4 separate regions of the Sus scrofa genome follow, and all the other regions are linked to region 3. A link is a contact called in public Hi-C and HiChIP or PLAC-seq data. All regions are on one chromosome and are shown on one strand. Each heading gives the region's core, a stretch centred on a gene start, on an enhancer-like site or on the middle of the called end of the contact. The rest is flanking DNA. Distances are from core to core; before and after follow the strand shown. Region 1 holds the start of SETD9 (SET domain-containing protein 9). Region 2 holds the start of GPBP1 (vasculin). Region 3 holds the start of PLK2 (serine/threonine-protein kinase PLK2). Region 4 holds the start of MIER3 (mesoderm induction early response protein 3).

The links. Hi-C and Micro-C count contacts between places; a contact is called where the count stands out from the background. HiChIP or PLAC-seq counts read pairs in DNA pulled down with a chosen protein or histone mark.
Region 1: an H3K27ac HiChIP or PLAC-seq map of alveolar macrophages shows a contact between it and region 3. The contact joins the promoter of SETD9 here to the promoter of PLK2 in region 3. A contact is called at or near these places in 1 of 5 promoter capture datasets (fetal skeletal muscle), 1 of 47 Hi-C or Micro-C datasets (heart right ventricle) and 1 of 2 datasets of contacts at active chromatin or transcription factors (alveolar macrophages).
Region 2: a contact with region 3 is called in an H3K27ac HiChIP or PLAC-seq map of alveolar macrophages. The contact joins the promoter of GPBP1 here to the promoter of PLK2 in region 3. A contact is called at or near these places in 1 of 47 Hi-C or Micro-C datasets (heart right ventricle) and 2 of 2 datasets of contacts at active chromatin or transcription factors (alveolar macrophages and skeletal muscle).
Region 4: a Hi-C map of heart right ventricle shows a contact between it and region 3, with 3 times the contacts expected there. The contact joins the promoter of MIER3 here to the promoter of PLK2 in region 3. A contact is called at or near these places in 1 of 5 promoter capture datasets (liver) and 1 of 47 Hi-C or Micro-C datasets (heart right ventricle).

The regions. Positions count from the first base shown.
Region 1 is chr16:35,977,618-35,980,423 of Sscrofa11.1, reverse strand. It overlaps SETD9 (SET domain-containing protein 9), which reads right to left and starts at 1,464. Exons shown (of 6, transcript XM_003133974.4): 1 at 58-1,464. The coding sequence starts at 155.
Region 2 is chr16:36,215,559-36,218,490 of Sscrofa11.1, reverse strand. GPBP1 (vasculin) reads right to left here and starts at 1,256. Exons shown (of 13, transcript XM_005672465.3): 1 at 857-1,256.
Region 3 is chr16:37,303,748-37,306,616 of Sscrofa11.1, reverse strand. PLK2 (serine/threonine-protein kinase PLK2) reads left to right here and starts at 1,503. Exons shown (of 14, transcript XM_003133981.5): 1 at 1,503-1,897; 2 at 2,514-2,621; 3 at 2,755-2,869. The coding sequence starts at 1,628.
Region 4 is chr16:36,024,130-36,027,194 of Sscrofa11.1, reverse strand. It overlaps MIER3 (mesoderm induction early response protein 3), which reads left to right and starts at 1,771. Exons shown (of 13, transcript XM_003359776.4): 1 at 1,771-1,869. The coding sequence starts at 1,861.

The DNA of each region.
Region 1 (2,806 bases), core at 215-2,714, 1.3 Mb after region 3:
AATGGCGTCCCTGGGCAGAAGAAAAAGGCTTCTGGTCCGGCCGCCCAGCCTTCTCACCTCGGGTTGTGGCTTAAGTTTAGCGCGATCCAGGGTACGAATCGATACTTATAACGGCGCCATCGCTGCTGGAGGTCCCGCAACAGGCGGCCCGGCATGGTTGTCCCGTGGCGGCGTGATGGGGACTGCAGGGGAGTGAGTCGCGGTCTCGGGCCCTCCCCGCTCCGAGGAGGAGCGGAGGCCGCCCCGTCCCGCCCCTTCCCGGTCTCCGCCCTCAGTCCCAGGCTCGGTGGCCCGGGTACCTCTGGCTCCTGTCGCCTGTGTCTCGGTGCCTCCGCGTTACTGACCCAGCTTGCTGAAACAGGTGCGTAGAGCCGTGGGAGAGCCCCTTGTTCCCTTTTAATTTCTCCATTCGTTCGTGTGTATTTACAGTCACGCGCACTTTTAGAAGTTTAGACAACGCTTATTTCCAGTGGAGATAAACTGCCAGAATAACTCAACCATCTTCACATCAGCAGGTGTTTATTGGGACATAAATGTGTTGATGCGTTTTCCTCAGGCTGGAAATCTGCTTTCCTGTTTTTTAAGAGTGAGCGTAGATCCTAGCCTAAAGTCTAAATTGAACAAGTCAGATCTAGTGACTATTTAGGCAAGTTCAAGTAGCCTTAGGACTAATCTATTTCAAAAAGTAATAAAAAGAGAAAATATATCTCCGAGTTTCACTCTAGATAGAGGCAAGTTTGCAAACTCTAGAGGCTCTGCAGTCAGGTGCCGTGTTTGCTAGATTGGCATCCTCCAGATTTACCTGATTTGCTAAATGGGAGCAATTCACCTCCTGGGTGTGAACGAATGGCATTCATAGAGTAACATTAAGATCTCCAAACTTATAAGGAATCAAAAATAAGCATTTGACTCCTTACCTGTAGTATTATGCTTATCTTCAAAAATAAAAAAGCAGTTTTGTGTGTATTTCCAGTGCTTTTTTTTTTAATCTTTAATTTTTATCATATGGTTTAATCATCTATAATGTATATCCAATATAAAGGACCAGTCTGCCCAGATCTTACTTATTTGCTTATTTATTTACCTTTTGAGGTATAATTGACATATAACATATTAGCTTCAAGTGTGTAACATAATGTCATATTTGTATATATTGCAAAATAATCACAAGTCTAGTTAGTGTCTGTCACCGTACCTAGAGTATTTTTTTCTTGTCATGAGAAGTTTTAAGATGTACTCTCAATGACTTTCAAACGTGCAATAGAGTATTATTAACTGAAGTCACCATGCTGTACATTACATTCCCATGACTATTTTATAAAAGAAATTTGTACCTTTTGACTTTCACCCCTTTCATCCTCCCCCAACCATTAATCTCTTCTTTGTTTCTGTGAGTTTTCTTTCTTTTTTTGTTCTACTTCTGTTTTTTTTCCTTTGATTCCACATCTAAGTGAGATAATGCGCTATTTGTTTGCCTCTGATTTATTTCACTTAATAATGCCTTCAGGGTCCATCCTTGTTGCAAACAACAAGATTTCATTTTTAATGGCTGTGTGTGTGTACACGGGTACCACATCTTTATATATTCACCTGTTGGTGGTCACTTGAGTTGTTTCCATGTCTTGACTATTGTAAGTAATGCTGTAAGGAACATGAGGGTGCAGATGTCTTTTTGAGATTGATTTGGTTTCCTTTGGATACATACCCAGAATTGGAATTGCTGGGCCACATTGTAGTTCTATTTTTAATTTTTGAGGAATCTCCATACTATTTTCCATAATGATTTCACCAATTTACATTCCCACCAACAGTGCACAAAGGTTCCCTTTTCTCCACATCGTCCCTATCACTTGTTATTTATTGACTTTTTGATAATAGGCTTTATGACAGGTGTGAGATGATATCTCATTGCGGTTTTAATTTGTATTTCCATGATGATTAGTAATATTGAACATCTTTGCATGCACCTGTTGGCTGTTTGGATGTCTTCACTGGAAAATGTCTATTCAGATCTGTTCTTTTTAAAAATTGAATTTTTTTTTTTTTTTTTTTTTTTTTGCTTTTTAGGGCCACATCCATAGCATATGGAGGTTCTCAGGCTAGGGGTCCAATGGGAGCTATAGCTGCTACCCATGCCACAGCCACAGTCACGTGGGATCCCAGCCACATCTGCGACCTGCACCACAGGTCACAGGAACACTGGATCCTTAACCCACTGAATGAGCCCAGGGATCAAACCCGCATCCTCATAGATACTAGTCAGATTTGTTTCTGCTTTGCCACAATGCAATTTTTTTTTTTTTTTTGCTATTGATTTGTGTAGGTTCTTTATGTATTTTGGACATTAATCCCTTATCAGATTTATAATTTGCTTATCTTTTCTCCCATTCAGTAATTGCCTTTTCATTTTGTTGATGGTTTCCTTTGCAGTGCAGAAGCTCTTTAGTTTGATGTCAGCTAATTTATTTTTGCTTTTGTTGGCTTTTCTTTTGGTGTCAGGTCTGAAAATTCAAAGGCAAGAATGATGTTAAGGAGCTTAACTGCCTGTGTTTTCTTCTAGGAGTTTTATGGTTTCAGGTCATACATTAAAGTCTTTAATCCATTTTGAGATAATTTTTGTGTATGCTGAAAGATAGTGGTCCAATTTCATTCTTTTGCATGTGGCAGTACAATCTTCCCTACGTCACTTATTGAAGAGACTGTGCCTTCCCCATTGTGTATTCTTCTCTCCTTTGTTGTAAATTTATTGGCCATATGTGCATGGGTTTATTTCTGGGCTCTCTGTTCTGTTCCATTGATCTGTGTG
Region 2 (2,932 bases), core at 7-2,506, 1.1 Mb after region 3:
ATAGAAAGGTGCAAAGCTACCGAGCATTAAGAAATGCAACTTAGCAAATGAGGGATATAAAGAGAAAGACGCTCCCTCCAAATCAGAATGTCTAAAAGAGGAGGCACATTTTCCCCACTCTAAGTAGAAAGGTAAGTGGCTGAGAAGTGGGGAAAGAACATTCCTTAAATTCGCCCGGGGGAGAGACTTACCCAGGCTTCTAAGGGCAGCAGCGAGATCTGAGGGTTCCCATTCCCTTGAATTAAGAAAACAGGTTTCTCCCAACACTGAAGAGGTGAAGGTACCGAGCCCTTCTCGTAAGCCACATTGAGAGGTTCTCCCCACGAACAGACTAGGTCCCCTCAGACCCCACAGGACTCCGAGGGGCAAGGGAGCGCTCGACTCGGTCCACAGCTAGTGCCACGGACCCGGAGAGGCGGGCAGAGCGGGCGCGCCGAGAAAACACCGAAGGCCACAACTCGGCCTCGACTCCCTCAGCCCTCCGAGAGCGGCAGCGGTGCAAAAGCAGGCGGGCGCATGCGAGAGGCCGGAGGAAGACCGAGCGAGGAAGGCGTCGGACCGGTTCCCAGCCTCCGCCAAACAACACCCCCCCCCCTTGAGCAGCCAAGGCTAAGCCACCCACCCCCTCCCCACAACCGCCACCTCCGCTCCACCCGGGCCGAGTCAATACCTAGAGGGGCCTCCCAGCACCGTCCTTCCCTCTCTCTCCTTGCTCTCCCGCCACCCCCCGCCCCCGCCCGTGGGCAGCCTCACACCTCGCGCCGCCAACGCCGCTCCCGACCCCTCAAACCTCAACGCCGACACAGACACCCCCTCCTCCCCAGACCCCGGCGCGGACCACAGAAGACGGTGTTACCTTCTGCCACACCAGAGGTGCCCCTGGCCTGGGGGTGCCGCTGCGCTCGATCCCGGGAGGAGGTTTTCGGTACTTTGAATAATCCCCTTTTGCCGCTTTTCCCTCCCCCACAACCAGTCTCAGTCCCAAAATGGCGCCGACCCGATCCGCAATGTTCTGGGCCAAGTCTCGCGAGATCGTGGAAGGTGGCGAGGCGGGGAAGGAACCGGAGGGGCTGAGGAGAAGGGAGGGGAAAGGCGGGGCGAGGAGAAGGAGGAGGGAAATAGGGTATGGAAGAAGCGGTGCTAACGAACCTACTGGGCGGGGCAGCAGGAGGAGCGCCTCTACCAGAGAACCTTCTGGCCCAAGCAACCGCTCACGCCCCGGCCAAAGAAGCTCCGCCCTCTACGTCGAGCGGCTGAGGGAGGGTGCAGAGGGCGTGGTTATGGCTAGGGGCGGGGCTTCACGGAGGTCCCGGAGGCAGGGGCGCGCGGGGGGCGGTGGCTCCGCACGGTGACGTCAGGAGCAGCTGGAGTCGGGGATTACCCCCTGCTGCTGACGTGAAGACTATGAACAATCGGGAACGTTCGGTGGAAGGGGGAATTCCCCGTTGCTCCCAAAGGAGCCCCTCCTTCCGCCCTTCCCCCGGTCCTGGGCGTCCCGGGAGCTTAAGACCTTGGGCCGCCGGGAAGGCGAAAGGGAAAGGCTGCTTCGGGAGGCGGCTGCACGGGCTCGAGTAGAGCGCGCCGCGGCGTTCTTCCGGGCTCCACGCTCGGAGGAGCGGCTGAGCGAGACGCGTCGGGTACCGAGCTGGGGCCTGGCGGATGGGGAGATCACATGCTCGCTTGTACACAGCCCTGCGCAGGCGGGCACCGGCTGGGTTGGCGCTGGTCTGTTCCGGCGCCCTCAAGCAGCCGATCCACTATCGAATGCAAATACGAGAGTGTGTCGGACATAATATATATGCGGGAGGTCGGTGACGAGACTCTCTCGTTGGGGCTAAGCCCAGATTCTCAAAGGATTAAAAATGGCTACGGGATGTAATCATGCTAACGTATGTTTTTCTATTAAATCTGCAATAGGGGAGAATTATTTTAGCAAGGTCTCGGTCCCATACAGCTTACACGATTTTGTGCTATGAAGTTTGTGGGCGTCAACGTTTTATGATTGCGATACCTTTTCGCCTTGTAACTGAAAGCTCATTTTGAAACCTGTGAAATTAGCCTTCCAAGAGGAAGTTTAGGAGTATGTGGGGGGAGGGTGTCTTGAGGGAAAATCCAGAAAATAAAAAATGCTTGGCTCTTCGCCCTCTTCCAAACCACAAAGGCTTCATACACGGAAACTTTATGATTCTTTTATATTCATTATGGGGTTTGTAGTTCAATGGACTGCCTCTAAAAGCTCCCTGAAAGAATGTGTGAATACAAACTCACCAAAAATTACACTTCTCAATCTTTTCGTCTTTGCGAAGGACATGGACCCTTGGCAATCAATAATATCTCGCTGTGTGCAAAGAAATGAGAACACTTGCTGGATGCCTTGTCTGTGCCAAGCACTTTCTTATATCAGTCTCTGAAGTGAGTGTTATTTTCCCCATTTTGCAGATGAGGAATCTGGTTCAGGTTACACAACATAGAAGTGGGAGCCACAACTAGGCTGTGCCAGACTTGAACTTCAGTCCGTTTGGGTCTTAATTTACGTTCTTTCCACCGTTCCACATTGCTTCCGTTGAAGTGACATGTATTGGGACAAGACCTGCTTCTGCTCCTGTTTCTAAGCATGATGTCAATTCAAAAAACTAAAGAAAATACTGATCACTTGAAAACAAATTTTTGCCTTCCTTATGGCAAAAGACAAAGTTGAAAATCAAATAGTGATATAGGGAAGCAATTGTAACATATATGACAGAAAAGTTAATATTTAATTATCTATCTCTGGCTGCTCTCAATATCTAACAATGTTTAATTTACATGATAAATATAACAAGAGGTCTTACAAATCTTTAAGGAACAGATAACTGTACCAACTCTCATTAAAAAGTCAAAAGGCAGAAGAAGCTGGTCATGTACGTGTCAGTATTTACATTAAAAAATGCTG
Region 3 (2,869 bases), core at 254-2,753:
ATGCATAACTAAACTTAATGGTGGACTGCAGCCAACAACCCTTTTTTCTAACTATATTCCACGGGTAATTAATCTGGTATTCTAAACAGCAATGGAAATTAGTATCAAAAGACTGTTTACCATATTTTAAATTAAAAAGTCTATTGCTAATTAACATAAATTGGATGATCTACTAAATACATATATAGAAAGAATACTTAAATTTTCTAAACCCCGGATTCCTCATCTATAAAATGGGAATAACATTTCCTACTTAGAACTGATGAAGAATTTAAAGAAGGAGGGATTTAAAAATACTAAAACATGAGGACGTGCACAGTAAGGGCATTATTGTTATTAGAGCAAGAAAGAAAATAGTGTTCTTCCTTAGCAAATCTGAATCGTAAAATCTGGAATAGGATGCTAAACCATGTTTTGGCTCACTGGGCTATTCTCCCTCACGCTACCAATCCGCTACCAAACCTCTCCTCTTGGAAGGCTTAGGACTGACTCCCAGCACAGGAGCAGCCACGTGGCTCAATGCGCCATTTAAACGACGCATTCTGCATAACCCCTTCTGAATAACAATTGATAGACGATTTCCACTGTAAAACCATTAATTAGCACTAGGAGCGCTTTTATTACCACTTACTGTCAAAGAAAGCCCATATAGTCGTTAACCGCTGCCCACTCGGACCGCTAGCTGAGCTTCTAGAATATTCCAGGAGATGGCGCCTTTGCCTCTCAGTCTTTTGACAGCCTGAAGGCGAAACCTTCCGAAGGCACCGGCCTCCTCCAAGGTTAAGGGTCTGACCTCCGACAAAGACCTGCTCCAGGGTGATGGACAGAGGCCATACGGGCCTAAGTGGGACTGATTCGGCAATGGTTTGCCACATTCGGAAGCGGCGCGGAGCTCGGGACACTCTGCTCCGACAACCCCTGCTTTTCACTGGTGCGCCCCCGCCAAAGGTCCACTCTGGGTGAGACTGGCGGGGTAAAAGCGCGGGTGCAGCGGTAGCCCCAAGCCCTCCAGACGGCTAGGGGAGGCCTCACGTGCCTGTGCAGTGGACCCCGGGTACACTCACACCTTGACACCGGAGGCGCCAGGTGGTGGGGCTGTCAGGAAGGGCTGTGAAGGGGAGGGAATCTGCGATGACCTGAGCTCTGGCCGCTGGGCGGTGGAGGCAGGGCCCGGCGTCGGCCCTGGGGTTTCTACTTCAAACCCAGAAGCCAGAGCATTCCAAGAATGGGGTGGTGGTCCCAGGGACAGCCGCACGCCTGCGTCCACCACCACCACCACCACGTCACGGGAAGCTCTCCAAGCAGCCGGAGCCAGTGCCTGAGCGAACGCGTTCGCACGTCACCAGAGAACTGGAAGCCAGCGATCCGTCGCGACCTCTGGCTCGGACCAGCCCGCTGTGGCGGCCGGTGGGCGGGGCGTTGTCCGTGACGTCGCATCCCGTTTCGATTCTCCACCCCCTTCTCGGCCAGTATATAAGACTTTACCGGGCGTTCGCACTCTCACAAGTGTACCAGGGCGACGGGCGCGGGAGGTTGGAAGCGGCGGGGATTCGAGGGCAGAGGCCGGCTCGGTCGTGTGTCCGCGCCTCGGAGGTAGCAGCAGGCAGGGCAGAGCGACGAGGCGACCATGGAGCTCTTGCGGACTATCACCTACCAGCCGGCCGCCAGCACCAAGATGTGCGAGCAGGCTCTGGGCAAGGCTTGCGGCGGGGACTCGAAGAAGAAGCGGCCGCAGCCGCCCCCCGAGGAGCCGCAGCAGCCGCAGCCCCAGGCTCAAGTGCAGCCGGTGGCTCCGCACCACCATCACCACCACTCGCACTCGGGGGCGGAGATCTCTCGGATTATCGTCGATCCCACGACGGGGAAGCGCTACTGCCGCGGCAAAGTGCTGGGAAAGGTGACTTGCGGCGGGCGCCCGGCTGCCAGGCGGGAGGGAGGTCTGCCCCGGCGTCCTCGAGCAGGGCCGGACCCTGAGTCCCCGTGTCCGTCGCTTCTCGGTTACTGGGGGATCCAATCCCGGCGCGACGTGGGCTGCTCACCTGCCCAACTCTGGCTTTTGTGCGCCTGCAGCGCCGGGATCGGCTTCACATCCTTGGCCATGGCTCTGTCTGCCTCACGCAGCCTAAAGACGTTGATCTTGAAGCCAGAAGCGAGGGCTTTCTGCACCAGACCTAGAGAATTTTCTCTCTACCTGGCCCCCAGAGAATTTTCTTGACAAGTCTCCTCATACCTTTTTTCTCCTCTCCCCAGCCCCCACCCCCCACCCTCCCCACCGCCCGAAAGCACCTCTTTGTCAAGGGAAAAAAGGCAGTTTTAACTTACTGTTTTCAGGGATGCTTTTCCCTAACTGAAGGAGCTTTAAAAAAAAAAATAATAAAGTAGACTGCATCCCTCTGTCACCCTTTCTCTCCCATAATTTTGTGGGGTTTTTTTTCATTTATATGTTAAAAATATGTATTTGCCGTCCATGTTCCTGCCATACTCAGTTCCATCTCTGCTTTGTTTCCTTTCAGGGTGGCTTTGCAAAATGTTACGAGATGACAGATTTGACAAACAACAAAGTCTACGCTGCAAAAATTATTCCTCACAGCAGAGTAGCTAAACCTCATCAAAGGGAAAAGGTGTGTATGACTGTTGAGTAAAGTATTTTCTTTGTGTGCAGGGACAGCCCTTCCCTGTTAGGAAGATGTCTTCTGCATGTGTAAGCAACTGGGCTGAGGGAGGCTAATGAGACTGATATTGCTTTTTCTTTAGATCGACAAAGAAATAGAGCTTCACAGAATTCTCCATCATAAGCATGTAGTGCAGTTTTATCACTACTTTGAAGACAAAGAAAACATTTATATTCTCTTGGAATATTGCAGTAGAA
Region 4 (3,065 bases), core at 522-3,021, 1.3 Mb after region 3:
ATACAATGTGTGCCAAGCCCTCTGGTTTCAAAGTTCAGCTGTTTTTGTTATTTGACTGGACAAAAGGTCGAAAGATAGCTTTCGCAGCAGGGAAAGTGTAATTTTCCATGTCTTTATGATGTTTTGAAATGGTGGAGGTGACTGTTCTCCTAAAATTTCCATAAATAAATAACTTTTACCAGTGGGGTAACTTTAATTTTCAGATGCCTTGCTTATAAAGGTTGAAAGTAACCCTCTCCCCTCCTATCCATAATCCAGTCTCCAGCCTCATCCTCTGTACGTGCCCTTGGAGGGGAGAATTGAAGGCGACCCCAGATTAAAATCCAGACCTTTCATGCTTGGACTCAAAGTATGGAAAGTTTTAGCTTCTAAAAAAATCCCAAAAATCTCAATTTGTGAGATTACAGCAAATAACCACATGCTTTTATTTAATATTAGGTACTGCAGCAATAGTTAGGAGAAGAGCTTTGATGTCTGAGATTATGTTCTTCTCCAAGTTTCTGTAGGGCCTGCCATACTTCTCTGATTGTGTTGGCATCTCACTTATCCAGGACCTTAGAGTAAAATTCTCTTTTCCACATTTTTTCTTTGTTTTCCATACATATTATTTCTGGTCTCCTGCCTCAAGACAAGCCATGTCCCAAGGCATGCAGACTTGATTTCTTGCAGGATTTGCCTCTGTGAGCTACCAACTAGTTGTTGGTGAATATTTTTGTGTAATTTGCTCAAAGTTATTAATTGTGAACATGGACCTGCCAGGAGTTACACTTAGGTCTCCCAGTGAAGATCAAATGGCCATACCGCATGCTTAGGATCAGGTACACCTCTTAAGCCTTGTCCTCCCTCCTCAACCCATCCAGTGCCCACAGGTCTCCTTTCCCATTTGACCCTAAGCAAATGTTTGACCTTTTTGGGAAGGAGGTGGGAGGTCGAGTTTTGGGACTCAGTTCAGAGCCTCTGATATACTACTATATTCCTGCCCTTCCATAGGTCTATCAAGTGTGTACCTCTGGGTCATCCCCTGGACTATTTGGTGATTAACAACCTCTAGCACTGTTCAAATTTTCTTTTCGCACGTGCACAGTTTATATTTTGTAAGCATCTCTTTGAATTGTGCCAAGTCTACTCATCATCACTTCCTTGCCCTGTTATCTTTTGTCTTATCTTCGGTACTGTCACGATCTTCCAGAGCCTGTTTGGTAAATGACTACTTCCACCACGTACTCCATGGGCTGATCAGCATCACCCACTCCTGCAGGTCTCTTAGGCGAAACTGAAAAATGCCTGGTAGCTGTCCTCCCATCCTGGATTGACCCTGCCGTCCATCAGTCTCCTCTCCCATTTCTCGGGGCTTCCTCTCAGCCATCAATATACTCCGTCGACCACCTCCTCTCTTCTAACTTACGAAAGTCTGTAGAGTTGTCCCTCCAAGTCTGTCGCTCACTTCCCCCACGTCCTCCCGGACCGGAGTATCGGTCGGTTGTTCCGTAGCCGCCACGGACGGCTCTTGGGCCTGGATTTGCTGGACCTGGTCTGTCCCGCGCTCGTGTTTCCATCCGTCCCCGTCCGCCTACAATTTGGCAGGAACTTTACTACAGCCAAGAAGGGAAAGGCGGGTGAAAGCGGGTGCGGGTCGACCGGTCCGCAGTGGGCGCGGGGAGCGGCGAGGGGCGCCGGGAGGGGTGTGCTGACGAGCGGGCCGGGGGTGTCGCGGGCCGCCCTGCCCTATAAGGGGCCGAGCCGCCTCCGCCGCCGGGCGGGTGCCGGGCGGACCGCGGCGGCGGCGGCGGCTGCGATTGGCTCAGGCGCCCCATCCGGGGACTGGGCTCGGCGCTGCTCGTTCGCCCTAAAGGTACCAATATGGCGGAGGTGAGCAGGAAAACCGGGCAGGAGCGGCCGGGCTGGAGCGGGCGCCCGGCGGCCTCTCGTGGTCCCCGAGCCGGCTTTGGGGGATCCGGGGCCCTTCTCACGGCCCCACGGGGGGCGGCGCGGCGGCGCGGGGCTGCAGGGCGGCGACGGGCGGCGGCGGGGCCGGCCGGGGGGCGGGAGCGGGCGCGGGAGCGGTCTCCCTCCGGGACTAGGCCGCGGCGGCTTCGGCCCCTACCCGGCCGGGCGACGGGGCCGGCCGGGGGGCGGCGGCCCGCGGCAGCGAGCCTTTGCCCAGGGACGGCGCCGTGCCTTGCCCTCGGGCAGCTGACGCGGGCCGCCGAAGCCTCCGCGCCGCCTCCCGGGGCCGGGGTGGGTGGAAACCGGCCGAGCCCCCCCACCTCCGCGGCCGGATTGCAAAACGGGGAGCGGGCTGCGCCACTGCCCTGCGGGAGGAGTGTTCTCTGTCCCCAGCCCACCGGGTCCAGGCTGCGGCGCGGCGAAGCCTCACGCTCCACTTTGCTCCGGGCTCGGAGGCGAGCGGGATGCGCGGCCGCTGGGCTTCGCGGGAGGCGAGCGGGACTCTCCGCCCCGCAGCCCGGGAGGTGCGGGAGCTCCTGGGGCTAAACGGGGAGGACCGAGACCCTCGACGCTCTCTCTCACGGGCTCTCTCCACTGGGCTGAAGAAGGGAGGCAAGGCGAGCGAAGATACCCTGGCTGTGTCCCCAGGGACTAGTGAGCTAGGGGGACGGGGTGGCGCTACAGAAGCCCCTCGACTGGAGCTGCTGGGGCGAGGTGCTCGCTGGAGGGCCAGGGGAGCGACTGAACACGCTGGAAGAAACCAGCATCTCTAGGACTGCGAGTCCTCATCTCTGGACGCGGGAGAGAGGATGGGGGGCTTGCGCTTTGGTTTGGGGGCAAGTGTCCGGTTGCGAGCTGGCCTACGCTTCAGAGCAGAGGACAGCCCCGGAGTTGGGGCTTCCGGGCCCCAGGGGGTGGACTAGGTGTTCGGAGGGCGAGTCCCCTTCCTGGAAAGGGTATTGGGTTTCGAGGTGTTGTTTCGGGCCCTGGAGAGCCGGGTGGGATTTGGGGGAATCCTGAGATGCCAGGGTATGGGGCACTGATGCTGCGAGCCGACTGCTCTGGGTTCTGCTTCTCTGCTTTGTAACTTGCTGAGCTCCAAGGGGCGGCTTGGAGTT